Regions from separate parts of the Mus musculus genome. Here region 1 is linked to region 2. Evidence: chromatin contacts called from public HiChIP or PLAC-seq data. All regions are on one chromosome and are shown on one strand. The core of a region is the stretch at or near the end of the contact, and the rest is flanking DNA. Distances in the headings are between cores, read along the strand shown. Region 1 holds the start of Glmn (glomulin, FKBP associated protein). Region 2 holds the start of Barhl2 (BarH like homeobox 2).

Region 1 (6,502 bases), core at 2,209-4,708, 1.1 Mb before region 2:
CCCTTGCCATAGCCACCACGGGTCCCATCAGTGCTCTGTCCCCCCCTCTCCCCCAACACACACACACACACGGAAGGCAAAAATCGAAGCTATCTCAGGAAACAGCCTCACTGAGCTGCACACCAAGAACAGACACCATGTCCAGGTCCCACAACAGGCCCAGTCAACCAGAATAGGACAGAAGCACAGAAGGGAGATTCACTGTCACGCTCAGGATACAGTGCTGTGGTGACTTACTCGCTCTTCTTCTAGGTTGGGACCTACCAGAACTACCTCTGTTGGTCACCAGGTCTTACCCTTCTCTCTCACATCTGGAACCTAGAAACTTTCATGTGTTCACGTGAAGGTAGGAACCTTCATTAACTTTTGAGACTTTAGACTCTCGTTCTTTGCCTAGAGCAATATGTCCCCTCCCAACCCCCATAACTTGGGACTCTGGTACAGATTCACCAACAATTCTTTTTTGCAAAATACATGAAAGTGAGAAGTTTGCAACCAAACACCTATTTTTATCCCATCAAGATCATTTTATTGTTACTTTAAGATACCGGGGCTAGAACCCAGGGCCTCGTACATGCTAAGCAAGCACTCTACTACTGAGCTATAACCACTAACTCCATAAAGACCACTTTTGTATCAAAGAAAGTAAAAAGATATGAACACAGATTACATTACAGGTCTTTATATTAAATACGAAAAGCTTCATGAAAAATAATTTTTCTCACTTTATGCCCATCAATAAAGGTGATGTCATGTACTAAGATTTATATACAATTTGCTGGCTCCAATTATCAAGCACACTGACTGTTTAACCATTCTCCTGACTGACAGATATCTACAGTACCTTACTATGTTCTCTGTCTGTCACAAATGATGGCAGTCAATAATGTTGTCCTGGCAGTTTTACATCAAACTGACACACACTAATGTCACTGGAGAGGAGGGAACCTTAAGAATGCCTCTATGAGAGCTCATGTCTTTAGCTGCATATATAGCAGAAGATGTCCTAGTCAGCCATCATTGGGCAAAGAGGCCCCTTGGTCTTGCAAACTTTATATTCCCCAGTACAGGGGAATGCCAGGGCCAAGAAGTGGGAGTGGGTGGGTAGGGGAGCAGGGTGGGGGGAGGGTATAGAGAACTTTCGGGATAGGATTTGAAATGTAAATAAAGAAAATATTTAATTAAAAAAAAAAAAAAGAATGCCTCTATGAGTTCTAGCTACAGGCAAGCCTAAAGAGCATTTTCTTAGTGATTGATGGGAAGGACCCAGCCCATTTGTGGATGATGTTATCCTAGGGCTTATGCTGTATGAAAGCAGGCTGAGCAAGCCATGCTCAACAAGCCCGTAAGGAGCACTCCTCCATGGTATCTGCATCGGCTCCTGCCCCAAGGTTCCTGCCCTGCGTGAGTTCCTGACCTGACTGTCCTTCCGTGATGAGCAGTGATACGGAAGTGGAAGCTCAGTTCTTGTGAGCAAAACCGACTTGTTCAACAACACATCCTAAGGGCCTAACTCAAATACAGACGATCTTGTATTTGGAAATTATCTTGCAAGAAGAGTCGGTGAGTCCTGAAGTGATGAATGTTAGTCTCTTCAGATGAGTTTTGCTCTAGCTATCTCCTCTGTGACACGAGAGGCCATGACTTTTTGGAAGCTCTAAACTGTAAAGGATGCTTTTGGTTGGTTTGTTTTTAAGTTCCTATTTAACGTTACAAAGAAGACAAAAACAAAATAAAAGAAAACAAAAAAACGGGCAGTGGTGGAGAACGGTTTTAATCCCAGCACTTGGGAGGCAGAGGCAGGCGGATTTCTGAGTTTGAGGCCAGCCTGGTCTACAGAGTGAGTTCCAGGACAGCCAGGGCTATACAGAGAAACCCTGTCTCGAAAAACCAAAGGGGGGGGGGAGGGGAAAGAAAGAAAGGAAGGAAGAAGGAAAGAAAGAAAAGAAAGAAAAAAGAAAAGAAAAACAAAACAACAACAGAACAAAAAACCCAGAAGACAAAAGGTGCCTTGAAGTGATAAAGAAAGAACCTGCTTCAGCGAGCTTGGCACATACAACAGTAATAGTGTACCTGAAGAAATGGGAAAGATTGGTTAATTCAGGAACTATGTCCCCAGAACTTTCTACAGGTGTTCATGATAGTTTCCAACAGCCTAAGCCTCCACATTGGTTTTCCTACAGCTGAAGGACAGAGCAGTCTTACGTGAGAATCGACAGTGCTTCCTGAGTCTTCAGTATTTTCTCAAGAAAGGTATGCACTATGCTTTTAAACTATTTGGGCTGGAGTATAGCTCGGTAAATTAGACAAAGAGCTTCATTAGAATGTACAAAGTCTTTAAGTTCAATTCCCAGATTGCAAGATCAGAAAACAGAACATCAAAACAAAAAAACCAAAACCAAAAAGAAAAAAGAAAAAAAAAAAAAAAAAAAAGAAAAGAAAAAAAAAAAGAAAAGAAAAAAAAAACCAAATCAGATTGAATTAATGAGATAAAAGCAAAGTGAAATGCAGATGCCCACGTGGTTCTACCTTTTAGATGCATCTCCTCGTTTCAGGGCTCGGGTCTGTTTAGTACCTACAATTGAAGAGAGAAAAGTCAAGTGCCAATGCATTTGATGTAGCAGAGTAGTCCCCAAATATCACACTGTAGGCACCATTTCCTTTTCTCTCACACATCTCATTTCCAACTTCGATGTGTACAAAAAAAGAAAAACAACCCCCCCCCCAGAAAAACAAAAACAAAAGGGGGGGCTAAACAGGAAGCAAATTCAATTGTTTCTGTAAATTAATTACATTTTACATTTTCATGACGGCAGTCTCTTCGAGGACTCTTTCTCATCGGATGCGCTTTAATCAAGTGCTTTTAAAACACTCTCTAAACTGGGTTCCTTTAGAATAAACATTGCTCAGTCTCCCAAATGTTTGTTCCCTTGCCTAAAGAGAGGAGTCTGAGACCTCAGAGACCAGATATCAAAGCAATCCAAGGTTCAAGGCAACTGACCACCACCTGCCTTGGCCACTTGTTCCCACGTACGGGTAGATCCTAAAACCCCTGTGTAAGAGTGTGGGATTCCTCCCCCGAAGGCACTAGGACAGCCTGCGTTGGGAAGCTCTGGGCCTCATCCACCCGGAGTTCTCGCTCTCCCCGGCGCAGCCTCAGAAAGAGGCCCGCGCGTGCGTGGTACTCAAACCAAGGTCTCAGGGTCCCAGCCTGGGACGGTGGCTCTTGTTCGTACCGGTAGCATCTCGGTGGGTGCTGGAAGCCCGGGTACTTGGGCCTAGAGAGCAAGGTACGGCAGAGTCAGCCATGGGGAAATGCGGTCAGAAGAGGGGGTCGGGACAGCACATCTACCTCCTCACGCTTCGCCCGGAACCGGGCTGGGGGCGGGCCCAGGGAGGGCGGGGCGAGCGGCGGAGGGGGCGGGCCCAGGGCGGGGCGGGGCGAGCGGCGGAGGGGGAGGGTCCGGTCCGGGGGCGGGGCCAGGAGTGCGGCCTGCGCTACCTGAAGTGGAGAAGGAGGAGGAGGGCAAGAGGCAGGCGCGTGGATCGGCGGGTAGGTAGACATGCTGGGTCGGGCGGATCGGGCTCGCCGAACAGGACCTGCGCCGCACGCGGCTCTCCTGCTCGGCCTCTGGAGGTGCTGGAGCCTGGACACCCTGCCCTGCAGGAGCAGGGAGAAATGGCCTCCCTTCGCCTCAGCCAGGCGCGGTAGGGTGTGATTTTCCTGTTCGCGCCTGCGGGGCAAGGACCTTCGCTGCTGGCCTCCTTTTCGTGATACTCGGTGATCTCACTGACGATTGTTTATGTGAGGAGGGAGATCCTGTGGAGAATGGGGTGGGCGGCATCGGAATCTTCAACTTCTTTGGGTGACTTAATTATGTTGGATTCCAGTTTTTGTCAATGGGACATTTAAAAAAATTACTTAATGATTAGATTTTTCATTCCAGGTCCACAATTTGGATTTTTGTTTTCCTTTTAAACAAAGGCTTTTCTAGTAGTTCTTTCTAGGGCTCTTTTTATTTTTTTACTCGTCATTCTTTAAAAATTACTTTCTTTAGGCATTATATCAGGGGCTTTTAAAAATGCTTCATTAGGCTAACACAGTAACGTTCAGTAATAGCAGTTAACCTATAAAACTTTACATTGTGTTTGTTGTCTAATAATTCAGAATGAAACGGTTTATGAAACATAATTTACATGGTATCACACAATTAACTGGGTTTTTTTGTATTAGTTCATTACAGCATCAAAATTAGGAAAATAATTAGGAATGGCTGTGGAGGAACTTCAGAGCATAATAAAAAGATGTGTAAGTACTTCTCCGAAAACACCTTTAAATATATGGGAAGGGCATAGAGTATCTTTACTTTGTGGTCACTCATGTTATTTATCTTAACTAAATTCTGCTTCTTCTTTTTTGACTTGTAAATATCAAAAAATCAGGAAAGTAGATTAGATGATAATGATGATGGTGGTGGTGACTTTCAATCCTAGTACTTTTGGGAGGCAAAGGCAGAGGGGTCTCTGATTTTGAGGCTGGCCTGGTTTACATGGTAAATTTCCAGGACAGCTTGGGCTATGGAGAGAGAGAGAGAGACCCTCGCTCACAAGGGGCATAAGGGGCTAGAGAGATGGTTCAGTGGTTAAGAGCACTTGTTCTTGCGGAGGACCTGGGTTCATTTCTCAAAACCCAGGCCCTGTTCTGGCCCACAATGGGCATCAGGCACATGCATATGTATGAAGGTAAACGTTAGTAAATTGTATTTAAAAGCATATTAAATCATGTACATGTCTGTTTATGTGTGTTGGTAGGGGGTATATATGAGTATAAGTGCCTGGCATGGAAGCCGTAGCGTTAGGACCACTCAGAGCTGGAGTTACAGGTGGTTGTGAGCCACCTGATCTGGGTGCTGGGAATTGAACTCAGGTCCTCTGCAAGGATAGTATTTGCTCTTATCTACCAAACCATTTCTCTAGTCCCAGTAGTCTTTAATTTTAAATTTCTTATTGTTTTCATAAGTTTCTCTGGTACAGTAGGTTCAAGATCACTCCTTAAGCCATACTGATTCATGCTTATAGACAGCAGTCAGGAGCTGTGACAAGAGGACCTGAAATTTCCAGGTCAGCCTAAGCCTCCTCATGAGAGCCCGTCTCAAAAGCCAAAATGAATAAAGCCAATCATTAAAATATTAGGATAATTCTAATTTTTATCTGTGTCTTAGTCAGGGTTTCTATTCCTGCACAAACATCATGACCAAGAAACAAGTTGGGGAGGAAAGGGTTTATTCGGCTTATACTTCCATACTGCAGTTAATCACCAAGGAAGTCAGGACTGGAAGTCAAGCAGGTCAGAAAGCAGGAGCTGATGCAGAAGCCATGGAGGGATGTTCTTTACTGGCTTCCCCTGGCTTGCTCAGCCTGCTCTCTTATAGAACCAAGACTACCAGCCCAGAGATGGTCCCACTCACAAGGGGCCTTTCCCCCTTGATCACTAATTGAGAAAATGCCTTACAGTTGGATCTCATGGAGGCATTTCCTCAACTGAAGTTCCTTTCTCTGTGATAACTCCAGCTGTGTCAAGTTGACACAACGAGCCAGTACAATTGACCCCTTGTCAACTTGACACACAAACACATCACTAGTAAGCCTCAACCCTTGCATTCTTATTCATCCCCAAGGTCTAAATAACTTTAAACGTCTCAAAGTCTTTACATATTCTTAAAATTTCAATCTCTTTAAGATATCCATCTCTTTTAAAATCCAAAGTCTTTTTACAATTAAAAGTCTCTTAACTGTGGGCTCCACTAAAATAGTTTCTTCCTTTAAGAGGGAAAATATCAGGGCACAGTCACAGTCAAAAACAAAAATCAATCTCCAACCATCCAATGTCTGGGATCCAACTCAAGATCTTCTGGGCTCCTCCAAGGGCTTGGGTCACTTCTCCAGCCATGCCCTTTGAAGCACACGCGTCATCCTCTAGGCTCCAGATGCCTGTACTCCACTGCTGCTGCTCTTGGTGGTCATCTCATGGTACTGGCATCTCCAAAACACTGCATGACCCCTTCAGTCCTGGGCCGTCAATTGCAACTGAGGCTGCACCTTCACCAATGGCCTTCCATGGCCTCTCACAGTGCCACGCCTCAGCTGCTCTGTGTGACCCCTTCATGCCTTCAAAACCAGTACCACCTGGGTGACCCTTACATATTACCAAGTCCCGCTGCAGCAGGAGTACAACCTTGGCCATCTCTGGAACACAGCATCTTTGTGCTTTCAGAAAACACTTCCCAGAAGATGTCACCTCAAAGATGCTGGTCTCTTTTTAATCACTGCTAATTTCTTAGCTCCAGCTAACCAGCATCAATAGTCCCAGTAATGCAAAGTTTTTGCTTTAGTAGTTCTGGTATCTTGTTAATCACAGCTGATTCTTCAGCCCCAGCTAACCAGAACTACAGAATCTTCACAATCAAAAACAGCAGTGGCCCTGAAAAGAGGCTTTAATTTT
Region 2 (5,988 bases), core at 1,242-3,741:
AAGCTGGCTGTGAATTGGGGCCCCCAGCTCGAGGAGCGCTTCATTTGGATTGTTTTGGGGGTGATGGAAACTCTAATCGATAACGGACCAGGAAGGAAGAGTAGCGTTTGCCGCACTCCAGGCACCCTTCCGCCCTTTCCGCAGGGGTCATCTGTGCCAGGGGCTCAGGGTGCCAACAATGTCTATCCGGGGCTTGGGAGTCTGAGATCAGTTGCCTCAGTAAAATCAGACCCCAGCCCGTGGTCGCAAGCTCTGAAGGGAAGACCAAGGCCTAACCTGGGAGGGTCTGCAGGGCTAGCACCCAGTTCTGGCGCCAAAGACTACTACTGTCTAAAGACTCTGAGGCGGCAGCCTAGACAGGCCCGTCGCCACCCGCGGGGGCGAGCCACGTGGCTATAGAGGGTTTCCTGGATCCCTCAGGCCACCAGCGTCTGCCTGCAGCACGTCTTGGCTTCGGCTCACCAACCGTAGTTCCGTGATAAATAAATGTCTGCTCGCCTAAGAAAGGAGAGTGCTATCTAGATGGTCTTGGTAGCCTCAGTACCTTTTCAGAGACAGGGGGACGATAAGTGACACCATGACGGTAGGAAACAGCTCAACACACTCTTGAAATAACGCGGGAGACACCCCCACCCCAACCCGGACCAAAGATCTAGATGTCCTTAGGATGAATCACCACCATCTTCCAGATCTGGGACTCACCCCGGAGGAAGGAAGATCTCAGGAGGTCATATGCCTCCGGGATACCTCTCAAGAGGGTCCTCAACCAGACAAGAAAAGAAAAGAAAAGAAAAGAAAAGAAAAGAAAAGAAAAGAAAAGAAAAGAAAAGAAAAGCAAGGCGACGTCCATAATCGCCACTAAACCCTGTCCTTTACTGACATCATTCTATACGGTCACGGAAACGATGCCAACCACGCAGATTCATAAGGTTCTTAAAAATGGTAATTTGGAGTAAAATGTAACTCAAAGAACTTTGAATCATTCATTAGCACCTTATAATTACTCTGCTAATTAGGTTGACACGGCACTTAATCAGGAGTAATACGCCGGCTTGTCACTGGCGCTTCCCATTACTCTGACATTCAACAAGAGACAGGTTGGAGACGTCCTGAAGAAAGAATGCAAGTTGATACCCTCCGACAAGGCGGCGTCACAGTCGCGTTCCAGGTCCCAAATGGATCGGCGGTGACTGTTTCCTTTCCAAAACCAAGGCCTGCCACAGTGGGGAGGGGATGGAAGCATTGGAGGGAGGAGCTGCGGGAGCTCAGGCTGCGGACCAGCCACCCAGTTCCCGCGGCCCCACAGCAGCCTGATGCCGCAGGGAACCACAGCTGCCCGCGCCGCTGGAGAACGCCTCGCCCGGGGTTTTTCCCGGTTCGGGAGAAAGTGCTTGGCCCGGCATTTCTTCCAGCACAGGCTCTGACTGGAGACAAAGCGGGATTTGGAGCCAAAGGCCCGATCCTTCCCGACAGGGGGGTCAAAGATGTAGCCCCCCAGCTCAGTGCCTCTCCTGGATCTGCTACCCGGTTGGACCGAGCTGGAGCGCACCGGCTCCTGTGGGGAGAGTAGAGCTCAGACGTTGCAGGCCCACGCGGAGCTCTGGCTCTGGTGTCACACACTTCCCCGTGGGGTCCCTCAGCACCTCTATCCCCTGCTCCTCGTGTTTCCGCTCTGCTCAAGCGTGCTTGGGAACCGTGCGAGCGGGGCTGCGCTGCAGGCCACCGGGAGCCGCAGGATCCTTTTGCCCTTCGCGGCCTCTCCACTCACCCTCCAATCTGACTTAGCACGGGCACATCTAACGATCCGTACTGCTTCCCCGCTTCCCGCCCGGGGGCTCCCTTCTCCAGTGCCCTTCTGGTCTCTCCCCATCTCCCTGGCCGGGTACTCGTTACAGTGGGTACCACTTGGACCCCTGGAGTAGGCGTTGGGCTCAGGGCTGCGGGCGCACCGAGGTTCGGTTCTCAAAAGAGCAGCGGGGTTCGAGGCGCGCTGCTGACGGGCTGGCCAGGAGCGCGCCCATTGGCTCCCGGCACGCCGGCGTCGCTGGCTGGCGCGCAGCGGCCAATGGGGCGCGGGGCCCGGGCGGCGGGGGCGCGGGCGGGGAGCGGCGGCGGGGGCCGTGACGTCACGGGAGGGGGTCGGCGCCGCCCGCGAGCCCGCGGATGACAAGCCAACGCGCGGGGCAGCGGCGGGAGTCGCCGGGCGCCGCCTGTCCGCGGTCTCCTGCGCCCGCGCTTGCTCCTTCGCTGCTTCTCCTCCTCCCGGGGCGGCGGCGGCCGCGTTCGCTCCGCAACTTTCCAACAAAGTTCAGAAACTCGGCTCCGGGACTGCCGGGTCACGCACGGCGGTCACCTCCGGGACCGCCCGGCCTTAGCGGTCGCTGCACCTGCTCCGGCCGCCGCCGCCGCCGCCCGGGATCGGGCAGTGGGCAGACCCAGGCGGCGGCGGTGGCGGTGCAGGTGGCGGCGGCGGGGTTGCTCCAGCGGCCAGCATCTTAGTCTCGGTGCTGCTCTCCGCTGCCACCGCCCACGTGCGCGGTGGTCCAGCGGAGCGGAGCACACCTTCCCGCTTGTGGCATTTGGGGGCTTTCCCCTCAAATTTTTTTCTCTTTACTTTTTGTATAAGGGGGAAAAGTTGAGTCGAAAGTGCCCACCAATTGTCACCTCCCATTATCCTTCATTCCCTCCCCACTTTTTTTTTTTTTTAAAGCAGTGTCAACGCTTTTTAGTGTCTATTTTGTTTTACGATCGGTAGTTTCCCTTGCTTGGTCCCGGCGGCGGCTGATCCGCGGAGTAGCGTGGACCTCATGTAGAAATGACAGCAATGGAAGGGGCCAGCGGGTCGAGTTTTGGAATAGACACTATTTTGTCCGGTGCCGGTTCCGGGAGCCCCGGCATGATGAACGGGGATTTCCGATCGCTCGGTGAAGCGAGGACAACGGATTTTAGGAGCCAGGCCACCCCGTCACCCTGTTCGGAGATTGATACCGTGGGAACGGCGCCCTCTTCACCGATCTCGGTCACCCTGGAACCCCCGGAGCCGCATCTTGTGACAGACGGACCCCAGCATCACCATCACCTCCACCACAGCCAACAGCCGCCGCCACCATCCGCGGTCCCCGCGCAAAGTTTGCAGCCTTCGCCCCAACAGCAACCGCCGCCGCAGCCGCAGTCAGCAGCCCAGCAGCTGGGCTCGGCCGCCGCGGCCCCCAGGACTTCCACCTCTTCCTTTTTAATTAAGGACATCTTGGGAGACAGCAAACCCCTGGCGGCTTGTGCACCCTACAGCACCAGCGTTTCTTCTCCTCATCACACCCCGAAGCAGGAGAGCAACGCGGCACACGAGAGCTTCAGGCCAAAGCTTGAGCAGGAGGACGGCAAAACCAAGCTGGACAAGAGAGAAGACCCCCAGAGCGACATCAAATGCCACGGTGAGTTGCGCCGGAGCTGCCCGGGTCACTTGAGTGACCGCCGAAGGAGAGGGGCCTAGGCGTGCGATTTAGCGACGCACCTTAAGTTCTGTTGGTTACATTTCTGCCCCACAACCTTTGCGGCCATCCGGCTCCGTTCTTTGTTTTACTTAATTTTAAATGTGCTGGAGGAAGGTGGTAACTGAAGAGATAGGATGGGAGACACTTTTCGTTGAAAACAGAGGCTTACTTGGGATTTTTTTTTTTTCTTCTTTTAGCTGAGACCTTGGGAATGGGAGTGGGAAGGGGTGGAGAGAAGCTGGTAGCCAGTTGTGGTTGTCTAGGTCTGTGATCACAACTTGATGTTTATTTTTGAATGCAATACCACCCCAGTATTTTCCAAATGCCCCCTCCATGTTTTCTAAATGCCGTCACAGGAATTGTCTGATTTAATGTTAGAAAAATTTCCAACATTATTACAGGAGCAATTCATTTTTACTAATTGATGATTAATACAGAAAACAAATCATAGCCTGTTTTTTAAGAACACCCTTCTCACCGATACCCCTCTTCTGGCCCTTTCCAATAACAAATATTTGTGAAAACTAAATTTTATGGAATTTGTTTTTGTAAAATCAAGACAACAATGGAAATTTATCTTTTAATACCCTATTTTCGTCTTGGGCAATTTCAATTTCATAAGTAACTGTTCTTGTCTTTGCATTGCAAAAGATTTTAAAACACCAGGGAGATTTCCCCCATCTTTAGTGGTATTATTATTATTATTATTATTATTATTAATGCTTAATTTTTCTCTGGTAAGGATTGCAATCTAGAAGGTTCCTACCTTCTAGGACATGGGCTCTTCATTTTACTGTTTATAGCATTAGCATAATAGTGCCCCAAACAGATGTACAGTCTGGTCTGGCGATTTCTCGTTCACCAACCTCCCCAGTGGGTCAATTAGAGAGATTATTGTTCTTCCTGCAGGGAAGATCAAGGAGTACTGCACAAACCGGTACAAACGGAGAGGGATTGACATATCGATTTCCTAGCATTTCAGCAAAAAACCAAACTTGACAAATAGAATCCGGAAATTTCTGTGCTGTCACCTGGATGGGCTCAAGTGTTTTTTGAGCTCAGTTCAGTGACACATTCTCTCTGAAGCTTGGAAGGGACCCGATACAGAGGAGGTCTGCAGAAGGTTTGAGTCTTAACATTTTCCAAATGCATCTGAAAAGAAACAAAGGCATCTAAGTTCCAGCTAGCAGGAAAAATATTAGAGCAACGTCCTGAAGTCTGCCTGTCTTGAAAACAGAGTAGAAAGACTTTGGAGAGTGCCTTACAAAGAACATCCCTTTGAAAACAACAAAGAGGAGCATAACATAACCTCCTCTCAGACCAAAGAGAACTAGAAACAGGAGACCACAGACACTTAAACTCTCTCAGGCCTCTCTGCTCTCCAAGGCCCAGGAAAGGGTGTGGGGGTGTGGAGGTGTGTGCCAGGTGGACACTCCTCTCTTCCTCGGTTCAGGCTGATTTACAGAACCCTGTCACTGTTTCTACCCTAGGAACAAAGGAGGAAGGAGACCGGGAGATTACAAGTAGCCGAGAGAGTCCCCCCGTGAGAGCCAAGAAACCTCGAAAGGCCAGGACAGCTTTCTCAGACCACCAGCTCAACCAGCTGGAGCGTAGCTTTGAGCGGCAGAAGTACCTAAGTGTCCAGGACCGAATGGACCTGGCGGCCGCACTCAACCTCACTGACACCCAAGTCAAGACCTGGTACCAGAACCGAAGGTGAGGAGAGCCACTGGGTCCCTGCAGGCCAGGCCGGTACCATCTTCTCTCCTGGAGATGCGGGACAGAGAGTCACAGGGTCTGTAGTGGGTATTCTTGGGGCAGAGGTTAGGCACACATCCAAATGGGAGTGACTGAGGACACCGGGAGTTTGAACACTTTTGTGCTCTAAATGTCTTAACATTTGGTTCTCTCTCCCTGCCCCCCAGAAACTCGAGGCACCACAGTTTCCCTCATTTTGTCCTCAAGTCAAGCCGCACTCAGGTTGAAATATCTGTGTAACTGACACCCAGGAGGAATCTGTGTGCGCAGAGTACCCTTAGAACTGCCACAAGCTGGCTCCAAATATCTGTGTCAAGCAACATGGCCTAGCTATTGAGATCTTCACAGAGCTGTCCCACCAGCCTTGGCTTAAATGTTAGGCAGTTGGGAAAGCCAAAGTCCAAGCCTTGGTTGCCATAACATGGAAGATCAGGGAAACCCATCTGGATTAGAGCTGGACTGGAGGCCATGGGCTGGAGAATCAGGCAGCTGCTTGAGCATCTACTCAACAGTGTGCGTGGGGGAAGGGGAGGGAATTGTCTGTCCCCATGTCCTGGCTGTTTCTGCAGTCTCATAAAGAGGAAGGGTGGGGAGGGGACACAAACCCTGTCCCATGTGACTGATTAAAAAAAGACATTAAGAAAGTGTCTGGCCTCACCCTGGTGGCTAGGGACAGACTTGGGCAGTAGGAGTTGAGGTTATGTCCTGTTTCCACACCTGGTGCTAAACTCTCTAGGCT

The links. HiChIP or PLAC-seq counts read pairs in DNA pulled down with a chosen protein or histone mark.
Region 1: a contact with region 2 is called in an H3K4me3 HiChIP or PLAC-seq map of embryonic limb bud, with 7 times the contacts expected there. The contact joins the promoter of Glmn here to the promoter of Barhl2 in region 2. A contact is called at or near these places in 1 of 39 promoter capture datasets (embryonic stem cells), 1 of 484 Hi-C or Micro-C datasets (embryonic stem cells) and 1 of 115 datasets of contacts at active chromatin or transcription factors (embryonic limb bud).

The regions. Positions count from the first base shown.
Region 1 is chr5:107,594,595-107,601,096 of GRCm38.p6, reverse strand. It overlaps Glmn (glomulin, FKBP associated protein), which reads left to right and starts at 3,458. Exons shown (of 19, transcript NM_133248.2): 1 at 3,458-3,553; 2 at 4,235-4,309. The coding sequence starts at 4,271. Rpap2 (RNA polymerase II associated protein 2) reads right to left here and starts at 3,401. Exons shown (of 13, transcript NM_144911.3): 1 at 3,237-3,401; 2 at 2,530-2,575. The coding sequence starts at 3,309.
Region 2 is chr5:106,454,669-106,460,656 of GRCm38.p6, reverse strand. It overlaps Barhl2 (BarH like homeobox 2), which reads left to right and starts at 2,491. Exons shown (of 3, transcript NM_001005477.1): 1 at 2,491-3,431; 2 at 4,982-5,207. The coding sequence starts at 2,816. Gm33151 (a long non-coding RNA gene) reads right to left here and starts at 2,065. Exons shown (of 2, transcript XR_389476.3): 1 at 1,769-2,065; 2 at 918-1,214.